2 separate regions of the Mus musculus genome follow, and region 2 is linked to region 1. A link is a contact called in public HiChIP or PLAC-seq data. All regions are on one chromosome and are shown on one strand. The core of a region is the stretch at or near the end of the contact, and the rest is flanking DNA. Distances in the headings are between cores, read along the strand shown. Region 1 has its middle 21 kb from the start of Mir1894. Region 2 overlaps 2410017I17Rik (RIKEN cDNA 2410017I17 gene).

The links. HiChIP or PLAC-seq counts read pairs in DNA pulled down with a chosen protein or histone mark.
Region 2: an H3K27ac HiChIP or PLAC-seq map of embryonic stem cells shows a contact between it and region 1, with 5 read pairs. The contact joins two enhancer-like sites. A contact is called at or near these places in 1 of 39 promoter capture datasets (embryonic stem cells), 3 of 115 datasets of contacts at active chromatin or transcription factors (all in embryonic stem cells) and 3 of 9 other capture datasets (adipose tissue, liver and pancreatic islet).

What each region holds. Positions count from the first base shown.
Region 1 is chr17:35,935,250-35,942,649 of GRCm38.p6, reverse strand. It overlaps the pseudogene Rbx1-ps. Among named protein-coding and RNA genes, the nearest start is that of Mir1894, 21 kb to the right of the region's middle. Within about 2 kb of position 3,304, at least 11 of the 459 cell types and tissues checked have an H3K27ac peak or open chromatin away from gene starts, as enhancers often do. A contact at or near this core is called in embryonic stem cells, where this site is marked.
Region 2 is chr17:36,150,171-36,157,570 of GRCm38.p6, reverse strand. 2410017I17Rik (RIKEN cDNA 2410017I17 gene) reads right to left here. Exons shown (of 4, transcript NR_033517.1): 2 at 2,207-2,272. It also overlaps a transcript of Gm8909 not described here. Among named protein-coding and RNA genes, the nearest start is that of Gm10499, 7.9 kb to the right of the region's middle. Within about 2 kb of position 2,655, at least 12 of the 459 cell types and tissues checked have an H3K27ac peak or open chromatin away from gene starts, as enhancers often do. A contact at or near this core is called in embryonic stem cells, where this site is marked.

The DNA.
Region 1 (7,400 bases), core at 2,055-4,554:
GGGGAACTCTGGGCTTGTCGGCTCCGGGTCCCAGCTGTAGGTCCTCGGTCCTCAGACTGTGCCTTTAGCAATCTCAGAGCCAGGTGCAGGGACTGCTTCTTAGGGCAGAAAGCGAGGGCACTGTGCTGACCCACTCGAGTGCATGGGAGCAGCCGGGGGAGGGCTCTGAGAGGCGTGGGGGAACCCATGGTTTGATTTATGGCAGTGAATTCTGAATGAGGTAAGGCTGTTGATCCAGGTGGGACCCAGGTCCACTCTGAAAAACAATGGCTTTAACTTCAAAGATAAGATTAAACCAAAAGTCCCTTCCAGTGACCATTTTACATTAAAAGTCGGCCACTCGGAGGCGCAGAAAGTCTGCCAAGGTCCCTTCTTAATTTCTACTGAAAGATTATGGGCCCTTGATCTAACTTCAGTCCAGTGGTCTAAAGTCAAACTTAGGGGGGTCGTTACAGTCCGTCCAGTACCACGGAAAACACAAAACAAACACAGAAAACACACATACACACACTGACAAATACCTGAAAACAGACACAAAAAACAAATACACACTGACAAATGCCTGAAAACAGACACAAAAAACAAACACACACTGACAGATGCCTGTTTTCCATCAAACAGACAAAACCAACTCAGAAATGCAGACGGTCGAGGGAGTACACTCCCCGCCTCAGACGGACTCCTAGAGTCCTTCCCCTCGCTCAGGGCTTCAGAAATACAGATGGTCGAGGGAGTACACTCCCCGCCTCAGACGGACTCCTAGAGTCCTTCCCCTCGCTCAGGGCTTCAGAAATACAGATGGTCGAGGGAGTACACTCCCCGCCTCAGACGGACTCCTAGAGTCCTTCCCCTCGCTCAGGGCTTCAGAAATACAGATGGTCGAGGGAGTACACTCCCCGCCTCAGATGGACTCCTAGAGTCCTTCCCCTCGCTCAGGGCGTCCCCCAGAGCGAGCAGCAGCTGGTGATTCCAGCACGTCTGCTGTTCACACTCAGTGCCTCATCCCGAGGCAAAGGTCTCTGTTTCTCACGAAACATCGCGGCTGCAAATTTCAGCACAGAACCTAGCCAGCTTACAGAAATATTTTTGGACAAAAAATTTCACCTCCAAGTGGGTCTTCGGAGACGTGGGTGGTCACGCTAATCCCGGACGAGCCCCCAAATGAAAGACTCCGAGAGGAGCCCCTCGCTCAGGCCTCAGGACAATAGCGGACACCCAAGAACTCACGACAGACCGAGCTTGTTGCAAACCACATGAGGCTTTATTCGGGGAAAGCCAGAGCTCTGGGGACGACTCATATCCCACGCAGGGGTAGAGGAGTCGTCCTCGAGGAGAAAGAGTTCCCAGTTTTTATAGGCACTCAGGGGGGAAAGGAGAAGGGGGAGATTAGGGGATTTCCAGATCTAAACAATGTCTATTCTCAAGAAATGGGTATGGGAGGGGTACAAGGAAAGAGTCTAATGAAGGTGCAGCAATGGGCACACACCTGGTCAGAACATTGGCAGACACACAGGTTCGAGGAGTGGCCAGAGCATTGTGCACCTCTATTTTTCTAAATCAGTGAAGCTAGTTCTGCTAACACTGACGTCTATCTTGCCAATTTCAGGGCTTCTGTGTCCTTTTACATTCTGCCAGGATCTTCAGCAGCAGGCATGGTAGGTACAATACTGGAGTCTTTGAAATCTACATTCTAGGGGCTGGAAGGATGGCTCGGAGGTTAAGAGCACTGACTGCTCTTCCAGAGGTCCTGAGTTCAATGGTGGCTCACAACCATCTGTAATGGGATCAGATGCCCTCTTCTGGTGTGTCTGAAGACAGCTACAGTGTGCTCATATAAATACATGTATTTTAAAAAAGAAAGGAAAGCAGCCAGGGCTACACAGAGAAACTCAGACAAGAAAGAAAGAAAGAAAGAAAGAAAGAAAGAAAGAAAGAAAGAAAGAGAGAAAGAGAGAGAGAGAAGGAAGAGAGAGAGAAAAGAGAAAGAGAAGCCGGGCATGGTGGTGCACGCCTTTAATCCCAGCACTTGGGAGGCAGAGACAAGTGGATTTCTGGATTCGAGGCCAGCCTGGTCTTCAAAGTGAGTTCCAGGACAGCCAGGGCTATACAGAGAAACCCTGTCTCAAAAAACAAAACAAAACAAAAACAAAAAAGAGAGAGAGAGAAAGGAAGAAAGAAAGAAAGAAAGAAAGAAAGAAAGAAAGGAAGGAAGGAAGGAAGGAAGGAAGAAAGAAAGAAAGAAAGAAAGAAAGAAAGAAAGAAAGAAAGAAAGAAAGGAAGGAAGGAAGAAAGGAAGAAAGGAAGAAAGGAAGAAAGGAAGAAAGGAAGGAAGAAAGGAAGAAACTACATCCTAGTCCAGACAACAGGAAAAGAGAAAAAGGTACTGGGCCCTTTAAAACCTTGAAGTCCACTCCCAGTGACATACTTATTCCAACAAGGCCACACCCCCTAATCCTTTAGACCTTTTAAATAGTTTTACTCCCTGGTGACTATGGAGGTCATTCTTATTCAAACCACATCTTTAGAAACTTTTTTTTTTTTGAATCCTGGTTTCTCTGTGTAGCCCTGACTATCCTGTAACTCACTCTGTAAAGCAGACTGGCCTTGAACTCAGATCAGAGATCCTCTCGCCTCCCTCTGCCTGGGATTGCTGGCCTTAAAGGTATTTATTTGCTGCCATCACCACTTGGCCTACAAACAAAAGTGTTTAAGCGGCTCAGTAGCACTGGAAGGTTTGTTACAAGGGCCAAGACTCGCTGGTGCTAATAGAGGAGTTTGCTCCTAGTCTCTGACAAACAAGGGGAGACAGGCATCGAAGGCAAGAAGGAATGGGAAGGAGTCCCTAAGAAGGGATCTCAAGACACTAAGTAGGTTTGTAGGTGCAGAACAGCTATCCAACTGGCAGGTTAGAAGACGGAAGGAGCCAGGTATGGCTGGGGGGGAGGGGGGGGAGTGAGCAGAGTCAAGAGCCACAGGACTTCATGGGGTGCTTGCCTGGGGGTTGAGATGGGATGCTAGAATGTTGGAGAACCTGGGTTGATCTAGTTTTCATCTGTACATCCACATGTATCTATTGGATGAGGGGAATGCACATCATGGTGTGTATCCAGGAAAGTCAGAGAACTTTCAGGAATCATCTCTCTCCTTCCACCACATGATCAACCTCTCAGGTCGCCAGGTCTGGCAGCAGGCACCTCACTCACTGAGCGAGCAACCTCACTGACCCTGGCTTCATCTTTGTGCTAGGTACTGGGTAAAGGGGAGAGGGGTAGAGCTGAGACAGATGCCAGGAAGCTCTTCTGTAAGGGAGGAGAGGTTTCACACATTTGCAAGTGAAAGGCACTCACAGTGGGTGGGAGCTCCTCAGAACCCTGAGACCTGAAAATATTTATTTGGAGAGTGTGTGTGTGTGTGTGTGTGTGTGTGTGTGTGTGTGTGTAGCCTTGGGTGCCCTGGAACTCATTCTGTAGACCAGTCTGGCCTTGAAGTTTGTCAAGCTGCAGCATCAGGCCAATGGCTAGCTGTCCTGAGCAGAGACAGCAGGACTTGGTAATAACTCTTTTTTTTTTTTTTTAATTTCAATTTAGTCTGAGTATGATTGACAACACCTTTAATCCAGCACTGGGGAGGGGACAGAGATAGGATCTCTGTAGGCTTGAGGCCAGTCTGGTCTGTATAGTGAGCTCCAGAACATTCAGGGTCACATAGAGAGATCTTAATAAACAAATAGATAACAAAATCCACCAAATTTTTTTCATTTTATTTATTTATTTTTGGTTTTTTGAGACAGGGTTTCTCTGTGTAGCCCTGGCTGGCCTCCAACTCAGAAATCTGCCTGCCTCTGCCTCCCAAGTGCTGGGATTAAAGGCATGCACCACCACTGACCGGCTCCATTTTATTTTCTATATGGGTATTTTACCTACATACATAGTTCTGCACCAGTTGGGTGCCCAGTGAGACCAGAAGAAGGTGGAATCCCTGGAACCAGAGATGGTGCTGGTTCCAGGACATGTGCCACCACTGCCCAACTACCCAGCTTTTTTTAATTTAAAAATTTCTCATTTTGGGTGCTGGCAAGATGGCTCAGAGGGTAAGAGCACTGACTGCTCTTCTGAAGGTCCTGAGTTCAAATCCCATCAACCACATGATGGCTCACAACCACCCTTAGTGAGATCTAATGCCCTTTTCTGTGGTGTCTGAAGACAGCTACAGTGCACTTAATGTAAAATAATGATAAATAAATCTTTACCTTTAGTCCCAGCACTTGGGAGGCAGAGGCAGGAGGATTTCTGAGTTTGAGGCCAGCCTGGTCTACAAAGTGAGTTCCAGGACAGCCAGGGCTATACAGAGAAACCCTGTCTCAAAAAACCTAAATAAATAAATAAATAAATAAAATATATATTTTTTTAATTCCCATTTTTGTTTATGTATCTGTATGTATGCACACGGGGGGAAGGTGCAAAGGCCAAAGAGGGCTTCAGATTCTCTATAGCTGTGAGCCATCTAATATGGGTGCTGAGAACTGATCTAGTCCTGTGAAAGAGAAGCAGGCACTCAACTCTGAGCTTCCTCAAAAGTTAAAACATAGGGAAAACATTGAGCTCTCTGTAAAGGGTCTTCTGCTTGTTGGAGACAAGAAAAAAGTTGAAGTGATGGGAGTCTTGAAGAAGTTAAGGAAAGCTGTGACCACAGGCAGTTTGGTCTCCCACAAGGTGGGCCTGTGTGTTTGTGAGGGCTGGATGGTTGCTGCCCCCATGTGGTCACTATTAGGAATAACAATGTCAAGATACCTGCAAACCCCTTAGATGGTTCTGGTGAACTTCACCCAGTCAGGGCCATCATCCCCTAGCTGCTTCCATCTTAGTTTGTGGAAAACCTTTTGGGGTGCCGCTTGGCAGGAGTATGACATTGGCCAAGGACAAGGAAGTAAGAATCTGTTTTTAGGGTAGAACAAAGAAGTAGGCTCAGATATCTTGATCATCCTTAGAAACAGCATCACCGGAGTGATCATGGGGCTTTGTGCTTATTGTCTTGCTTGTTCCTTGACTATTGTTGTTGTTAGTTCCTTTTGTACTGCTCGCCTTTAATACTTGCATGTAATTAAAATGGCATAAAAAGCAGATTGGGAAAATTAAATTTGCCTTCAGTCTCAGAATGGACTGAGGTCATGCGACAATGTTGTCTGTCTTTTTTCTTTTTAATCCTCACTCCTGCAGTAGAGAACCTGTTGACTGACTGAGCGAGCTTGGTCAGGTGGCTCCCCAACGTTGGAGCTCCAGTAAGCGGGATACAGTGATGGACATCGCAGAAACTGGAAGCACGTGCCAAAGAAAGTAAAGAGGATTTGGGCCAGCGGTGAATAAACCTTGTAGAAGGCCAGAGTAAAGGTAAAATATGTTTTGTGGGACTGGAGAGATGGCTCAGTGGTTAAGAGCTCCGACTGCTCTTCCAGAGGTCCTGAGTTCAAACCCAGCAACCACATGGTGGCTCACAACCATCTGTAATTAAATCAGACGCCCTCTTCTGGGGCTGTCTGAAGACAGCTACAGTGTACTTACATATATTAAATAAATTAATTTTAAAAATGTGATTTGTGTATGTGTTTAGAGCTATGCTAAAATCTAGAGAAGAGAAGGTAATTCTTATAGGTGCTTTCAGCCTTTGGACCCTGACTAGAGCTAGTTTACACCTGAGACACGAGAGACCGGGTTTGAGAAAAGCAGTCCTCTCCGACTATCTGGGGACGATTTGGCAAAAGAGAAGGAAAATGAACGTAAGCTGTTTCAGAACTCTTCGAGGGACAAGAGGAGGTCGGGAGACCTCCTGCCCCCTGAGACCGGGTTTGAGAAAAGCAGTCCTCTCCGACTATCTGGGGACGATTTGGCAAAAGAGAAGGAAAATGAACGTAAGCTGTTTCAGAACTCTTCGAGGGACAAGAGGAGGTCGGGAGACCTCCTGCCCCCTCTCTGGCTCCTACCGGAGGAATGCTTGGTTCTGGGTCTCTTAGGTAGGACATCTGGGTCCATTTAGGACATCTAATTCTCTTCCCTCTCTGTCTATTGTCTGTCCTTGGCGTGCCAGTCCATCCAAACTGACTGTTTTATGTTAAATCTGTTTTCCTTTTATGGCTTGATTGTTTGTTGTTCCGTGTTTCATGTTCAAAAGAAAAAATGGTTAAAACTTTATCTGCTGTCTATTCAGCCCTTGAGTTAGTTTTAATTCACTTCAAAAAGAAAGAGAAAAAAACAAAAAAACAAAAAACAAAAAACCAAAACAGTCTCAGTTGCCTTTTGGAGCCCTGCACCTGTAGTTAGGAGTCTTGCACAGCTGGAGAAGCCCTGCCAGGGGCTTCTCTGAAAAGCTGGTCTTAAAGGGGCCAGCAGCCTCTCAGGTTCTATGGTAAGGAAACTGGAATAATCTGTGGCTATTATTGTGACTAATTATTGGTTTCAACAGGTGTCAAGGTGCTCCTCTCCTGAAATTACAGCTAGAAAAATTAAGGATTTTATCTGGTTTAAATAAGTAAATGTATGTAGCCATTTCATTTTTGTTTCTGACCGGTTTTAAAATATAAATATGTTCTACATGTCTTGATTATAGATTATTGGCTTATAAGTTATTGAGTATGATTAGAAATTTGTAACAAAGTGAGCTGGTGCGCAGGCGCAGTGGTCACACGACAGACTGTGTGTTTCCAAAATGGCGGCGGCGATGGATGTGGATACCCCCAGCGGCACCAACAGCGGCGCGGGCAAGAAGCGCTTTGAAGTTAAAAAGTGGAATGCTGTGGCCCTCTGGGCCTGGAACATTGTGGTTGATAACTGTGCCATCTGCAGGAACCACATTATGGATCTTTGTATCGAATGTCAGGCCAACCAGGCGTCAGCTACTTCCGAAGAGTGTACGGTTGCATGGGGAGTCTGCAACCATGCTTTTCATTTCCACTGCATCTCTCGATGGCTCAAAAAGAGGCAGGTGTGTCCGTTGGACAACAGAGAGTGGGAGTTCCAGAAGTATGGGCATTAGGAAAGACTCTCCTGCAAGGCGTACCCATCTGTTACTCGTCTAGTGACTTCCTGTTAATTATACATTAGATAGAACCATGGTCCTTTTTCGTTCCTTTGTTTTTGGAATTTGGTGTTCCCGCAGCCATATTGTATTTTGTGTCAAATAAAGCCTTTAAGTTGGGGAAAGAAAAGCAAAGCAAAGCAAAGCGGAAGGGGAAGGGGAAGGGGAAGGGGAAGGGGAAGGGGAAGGGGAAAGGGAAAGGAAAGGAAAGGAAAAACATTGGTAACAGAAAGTTGACTTAAAACTGGTAACCCGGTTGGAGAAATTCAGACAACAGGTGTCATGAGCCAACCCAGGGAAACAGGTCTCTAAAGATATGCCTAAACCGGGCG
Region 2 (7,400 bases), core at 1,406-3,905, 220 kb before region 1:
ATGTGAAATTATCACTGTCTCAAAGGAGATACTGAAGAATCAGACATTCTTGCCTGATTCTGACTTGAGACAGAACTCAGGCTGTGTTTCCTTTGACACAGCTTTCCTCTCCCCCCACACAACTCCTCCTCCTCCTCCTCCTCTTCTTCTTTTTCTTCTCCTCTCTCTCTCTCTCTCTCTCTCTCTCTCTCTCTCTCTCTCTCTCTCTCACACACACATGGGAGGAAGAGAGTTCTCCTGGGACTCCTCACCCTTTATCAGGAAAGGGTCTCCCTTATCCCAGGTCTTATCATTTTTCAGGAAAGCTCAGAGTGTGTATCATGAGGGAAGGAAGGAAGAGCCTGAAATAATCAAGTCAGTTAACCTCCCATCTGCAGTCCTTGTGAGCCATGGCCTTGCTCAGGACCCATTCTCAGCCCACACACAAGCTCTTTGGAGTCTGACTCCAGTGAAGCTCAGTCTCTGGATCACCTGGTCAGGGAAGAGATCACTTTTTCTACTGCACACTTAAGAGTCTCTGACCATGGGCTGGTTAGCCCAGATCTAGAATTCTGCAAACATAACATTATCCACAACACTGTGTCTAAGCTACCGAGAACTTTCACCTCTACCACACCTGATTAAGTCCATTCTCAGGACAGTCTAAGCTACCGAGGACTTTCACCTCTACCACCTGATTAAGTCCATTCTCAGGACAGTTTTATGGACACTGATAGAGGCACTAGAAGAAAGAAAAATGCCTGACATTTCTAACTTTTGTCTCCAGACCCCCAAAGACAAAAGTGAGCATCATCCCAGACCTGAAGGTGATGTCATCCTGAGGTGCTGGGCCCTGGGCTTCTACCCTGCTGACATCACCCTGACCTGGCAGTTGAATGGGGAGGAGCTGACCCAGGACACGGAGCTTGTAGAGACCAGGACTGCAGGGGATGGAAACTTCCAGAAGTGGGCAGCTCTGGTGGTGCCTCCTGGAGAGGAGCAGAGATACACATGCCATGTGGACCATGTGAGGCTGCCTGAGACCCCCACCCTGAGATTGGGTAAGGAGGGTGTGGGTGCAGAGCTGGGGTCAGGGAAAGCTGGAACCTTCTATAAACCCTGGATAAGGTCAGGGTTGATGGCAGGAGACATGACCCTCTCTTTCCCTTCCTTGCCCTTTCCTTCCCAGAACCTCCTCAGTCCATCATCCTCATTAGAACCATTGTTGGTGCTGTCCTTGGGGCTGGAAAAGATGTGTCAGGGAGCAACCAGGCCTGGTGACCGTCCACCCAGCACAGAGCAACCAGGGCTGGTGACCCAGCAAAGCCTGCCCAGGGCACAGCTGTGCTCAACATCAAGCCTGACTTTCCTGGTATTCTTCCAGCCAAGTCTTCCCTGCTGCATTGCCTCCCCTGTTATCCACACACCGCTGCTGTCCCTAACTTCCACTGCCCACCTCACCATGACAACATGAAATACCTTCCTCCCCTCAGAGCTGCTCATCCTGCCCATGCTCAATCAAGCTTCGGCCTCCTTCACAGATGCCACCAGACCCCCAAAGTGGGGAGACAGCAACTCCTCAATGAACTCCTAGAGAGAAGTGCAAGCCACACAGGGTCAGACTCCTGGGAGCAAAGGACCATCATTTTGGGCAGTGATGTCTAATGATCTGCCAGGCAGTAGCCTCTGTGAGCCTTCTACCTTAGGTGGTGATGTCACAAGGTGCAGGAGATGTCCCCAAGGATTTCCTCTAGAACCAAGAACCAATAAGCTGGCCAATCAGGGAACAGTGCTTGCCACTGGTCCCCAGAACTCAAGGTGGAAGAAAGAAGAAAAGAGCCCACTCTTACAAGTTGTGACCTCTGGCCTCCATGAGCTTCAGATGTGCCTGTGAGAGCTTACATGAGCACACACACAAACAGTTCCCTGCAAACAAGAATGCACATACACAGAGGGCTATCATGCATGTATACACATACACACAAAGCTATAGTCCATGAACACACATACACATGTAGTTAAAGTGCATATACACACATATACACATAGCTATAGTACACACACATGTATACATAAATAACTATAGTTTTATTTTGCTTCTAAGCTATTAGTACCATGAAAAAGTTAAATGAAACAGACTAGCAACAAGGCAGTGGGTTGTAATCATGACTGTACACGGAGGTCAGTCCAACAGCGTTATGGTCTTCCTTCCATACCCAGGCCCTACCTGTGTCCAAGCATTGAGCAGCTGCTGGAAACTCTCCTCCCCTTTGCTGTCATCAGCAGCCCGCTCCTAAGGAAGACAAGAGCAGTCAGGAGCTTGGGAACCTTCACTGTTGCCAGCACTTCCCCTTCATTCCATGATGAGGACACTGCCAGGATCCAGGGGTAAAGCACTGAGCTCAGGCAGAGCTCACAAGCTGTAGGGACCCCGTGGGAGGAGCAGCTTTACCATCAGCACCCCGAGCATCATGTCATAGTTGTTGACCAGAAACCCAAGCTTCTCCTTCCTGGAGGAGAACTCTGCAGCCACTCAGAGGACAAAATTCTGCACCTCCACCTGCACAAGCCAAATGAAAGCAGCAGGTTAAAAAGCTAGGACACAGGTCCCCTCCCCCTGCTGGCAAGTCTGTCCCGCCTAGCCCCACCTGGAGCTGCTCCAGGAGCTGCAGAGTGCATTCCTCCATTCCTTGGGGATGGATCAGTCCAAGGAACTCCCAGAGCTTGCCGGACCCCCTGGGACCCAAGACCTGGGACCTACTTTCACTTTTAGTTTAGGGGATTTCTAGGAAGGAAGGGAGGGCTTGGCTGACCTTGAGGACCCACAGGCTCTCACTTGTTCCAGTGGATGTATAGCTGTGACATGGAGTCTGAGGGGAGCCTCCTCCAAGGGTACTGACCAGTTAAAATGGGGAGCAGGATCACATGACATCAACTGAGTACTTGAGGGACTGCTCACAGGCTGCAAACCCACTTGAGGAAGCAGAATTAACATCAGAATACAAACAGCACCAGGACAGCCCACAGCAGGACACTAAGCTTGTTTGCTGCACAGTCCCTCTGCTGTTAGACAGAGGAGCTAGTGAGCACTCCTTCAGGAGAGGCTGCATCCCCACACTCCTGTGACACCTCTGGCCCTGCCTGGGGAAAAGCAGGCACAGAGGACCACCATGTGAGAAGGGTTGGGAAGAAGAGGACTGGCACCTGAGCTCACACTCACAGCTTACCCAGCACATTCCACAGGAGCTGTGCAAATACACAAGGCTACAGGACAAAGATCTTATGGATAAATGTTTGCCTGCTCCAACAGGGACCCATGCATCCAGGGATCAAGATAACTTAGGGTTTCATATTCTGCTTCCAGGGCACCCTGTGTCCGCTCCTTCCATAGAGAAGGCTGGAAAATGGCTCAGGCTTTGTCAGGGAATCCAGACACCAGCTGCCATCACTGCATTCCCAGGATGATCTGAAGTCAATGAGCAAGAAGAGCACTTCCTTCTGTGTACCATATGATGGGGAGTCCGAACATTCTGAGATCTTTGATTAAGAATGGCCCCTGTAGACTCATATATTTCAAGATAGTCACCAGGCAGTGAGGCACTTTGAAAGGATTAGAATTGGGGGTTTGGCTTGATACAGGAAGTGTTTCACAGGGAAAAGTATTTGACATTTCAAAATCCCATGCCAGCCCAGTCTTGGTCTGTCTGATGCCCATAGATCAGGATGAGCTCCCAGCTACTGCTCCAGCCCCATTTCTGCCTGCCTGCTTGCTGCCCTGCTCCCCACCATGATGAGAAAGGACTAAGCCACTGACATTGTAAGCAAGCCCCGATTAAAGGCTTTCTATTTCAGAACTGCCTTGGTTGTAGTGGCTCTGCATAGTAATAGAACAGTGTCTAAGACTCATCCTATCATTTCCTAGTCTCTGTCATCTATGTCCCCATCCATCCATCAGTCACATCACCTAGAAGCAAGATGAACCCTAATGCTCATTAAGACCAGACCCAAGGCACCATTCCCGTCCCTCTGCTGATAATGAAAGGAAATAAAAATTGAGGCCTGTGATTCATGTAATTTATGTCAAATAGCCCAAAGAGTTGTTTGTGAGCTTTAAAGCCTGGGGCTGAGACTGAAAAAACAAACAAACAAACAAACAAACAAACAAACAAACAAAAAAACAAGCCCGGGCACGCTCAAGAGCATCCTGAAGCTAGGTCCCCCGGTTGTAAAGATAAGGGAAGGAATGCAGGAACTGGTTCTGACTATCTTGCCTGACTCATTGAAGATCCAGCAGCCTGGTGCCTCCTGCTCACCCCACTTTCCATAGAGAGCATAGTTGAAAGCTGAAACATTAACCAGATGCATTGTTGACTCAGAGAAGCCCCCTGCTTTAGAATTTGTGTACGCCCCGACCTGCATGTACTACGCTGCTGACTCATAATCATGTTGCTGATATTTGAATGGGCCAATCATGTGTAACCGCGCCAATTCTTCCTAGCCCCTAAACCCTACCCTATAAAAACCCGGAGTTTTTGAGTCTCGGGGTCGATTCCTCTGTCTCCTGCTTGAGATACGTATCGACCCGGAGCTCCACCATTAAAGCTACCTCATGCTCTTGCATCAAGGAAGTCTCTCGTGTTTCTTTGGGTAACCCTGTGTCCTGAGATTTGAGTGGGGGGCTCCTTCTTGGGGTCCTACAATGTCACTCTCCAGCTCAGCTCTGACACCTCAGAGCAGACCAGCCCTTTGGTAAACCTAGAACCACCCACATTCCAGAACCAGAGGACTCCCAGCCTGCCCTCAGACACTCAGCACCAACAGCTTCACCAGCCACAAAAGGGATACATTACCACTGTTGCCTGCACCCACTTTCTCTTCCATTCTTGCTCAGAAGCAGCCTTTTTATAGGACCCTCCATATACAGTAAATCTCACTCCTGAGCTGTGTTGGGGGTGTGATCTTTGAGGCATTCCTTGGCTCTCTGAATGCCACAAAGATCCCAAAACCTAACATTGGCACCATGGTTTGATAGGCTGTCCAAAAGCCTGTGCACCCCTTGGAGGACCAAAGCTATTCAGGGACTTTATACCTTATCTCCTGTCCACCCACAGCAGACTCATCCACCTTCTGGCCCTCCATCCATCACCAGCACAAGGTGAGTGATCCCTCTCAGTTGGCCCCAGTGCTTCCCTGAGACTTGGTACTCTATGAGGTGGAGGTACCCATCCCTGATCTGAACCCTTTTCTGGGTTAGGTTTTATTTTGAGCAATACTTTTTTTCTGCTACCTGCTGTCTCTCTTTGTTCTTCCTTGCCTGTACATTGTGAGTTTCCTTGTCTCTCACACATAGAGTAGAATGTGGGTGATTCTAGGATTACCAACAAGGCTGGTCTGCTCTGAAGAGTCACAACAGAGCTGGAGAGTGATATTGCATAGCTATAGAAATTCCGTTTACAAGAATTTGGTTTTACAATTCTCTCTACCTCCATGGCATCAGGTTTTATTACAACATCTTAGCCTCAGTACAGATGAATGGGCAAAAATTTGGTGCAATTGATTTCCAACATTTCCCAAATAATAGCAACTGCCACTGCACATAGAAGTGATCTGCAAGCTGAAGGGGTTGGCAGCCCCATAGGAGGAACAACACTATGAGCTAACCAGTAACCCCAGAGCTCCCTGGGACTAAAGCACCAATCAAAGAAAACACATGGTGGGACTTATGGCTTTAGCTGCATAGGTAGCAGAGGATGGCCTAGTCAGTCATCAATGGCAGGAGAAGCCCTAGGTCCTGTGAAAGCTCTATGCTCCAGTATACGGGAATGCTGTGACTAGGATGGGAGTGGGTGGTTGGGGAGCAGGGAGAGTGGGGAGGGGATAGGGGATTTTTGGAGGGGAAAATAGGAAAGAAGATAACATTTGAAATGTAAATAAAGAAAATATCTAATAAAAGAACAAAAGGCTTTGCAAAAATAAAGAAAGATTTTATAATTGTTATGATCAATGGTAATTAAATATTAGCTGCTTATTTTAGTTATGGTTATTAAATGTGCCCACAGCAATTCTTTGGCAAGAGAAAACATTATTGTAAAGTCGTCTTTCTTCTCCTTCTGGCTGACCATTGGCCTAAGGGGAGCTGGCCAGCTGCTGGCTGCTGCGGGGCGGGGCCCTGTGGCTTGGGAGGCTGCCAGAAAGTAGGCACCTTTGTCATGAACTCAGGGGCAATCCAGAGATAGGCGAGGCCAAGGTGGCATTGACCTCAAAGCAAAGCTTTAATATCCTATTAAGACTGCTGTGGTGCTAATAAAGAATTGTAACTAAATTTGTTTATTTTAGAAAACCTATAACAAAAATTGTGTCTTATAAACCTGACAAAGTGTTCCTTGTTCCAAACAGCAATTAATTTGGTTATTATAGAATATTGTTATTTGGCCTATTGCATACTATCATTTTAAATAAAGTTGATAATTACTATCCTAAAGATAAGGTGAAAATTGTTTTTAATCATGCTTTTGTACCTTCTATAAATTCATTCATCGATGTATCCCATTTACTGTGTTTAAAAACAGCCCTTCTATGGGAGAAAAGTATATGTGAATTGGATCACACGCTTATTCTTTTGAGTTTCCTCCTGCTTCAGCAAAGATAATTAAACTGTGTGCTGTAGATGGTGTTTTAAAATGTTGAATAATCAAACTTTAATTTGTATATTAATAGTCAATATATATCTCAGAGCTTACAATTGCTTAAAATTGTTCATCCCTATAAATTCTCAAATTTGCAATTGCTTATGCATGTACAACTCATAAGAAAAAATGCTGTTCTTTTAAGAAGACTGTTTTTAGACATTTAATAAATTGTTCTGGATTGCCTGGACAAGACCCCTTAAGGCAATGCCATGCTAGATTTATATCTCAGGCAGATTACAGACTTTACATAAGAATAATGTTGTTCTTTATTTAATCAAAACAGTAATGGCTTAAGATAATATTTTGGCATTTTTAGAGAAGGTGCATATCAAATTGTGAAAGAGTTGTTCCTGGTGTCCTCAGTTCCTACCTGTTTCCACAAAATGGTGGGACCCATTAACTAATACGTGGAATGGCCCAGACCCCGTTTTAATATTGGGGAAGAGAGGGAGTGTTTCTGTTTTTCCACAGAATGCTGCAGAAGCATGCTACCTTCCAATGTGACAGGCTGACCTGTGTGTTCCTGAGTGCCCTGACAGTGGTGACAGGAAAGCTGTATTGAGCACACAGAGGAGGAGGAAATCGGAGAACAGCCACTTGCAAACAAGATGAAGAAACTTCCTATCTCCGCCATGGGCTATAGCAAGGAGAGCTGACCTGGTGTCAACTTGGGGAAAACTAAAAATGATGACTCCTGAGGCAGAGGGACTGCTACAGAGTATTGGACAAGAT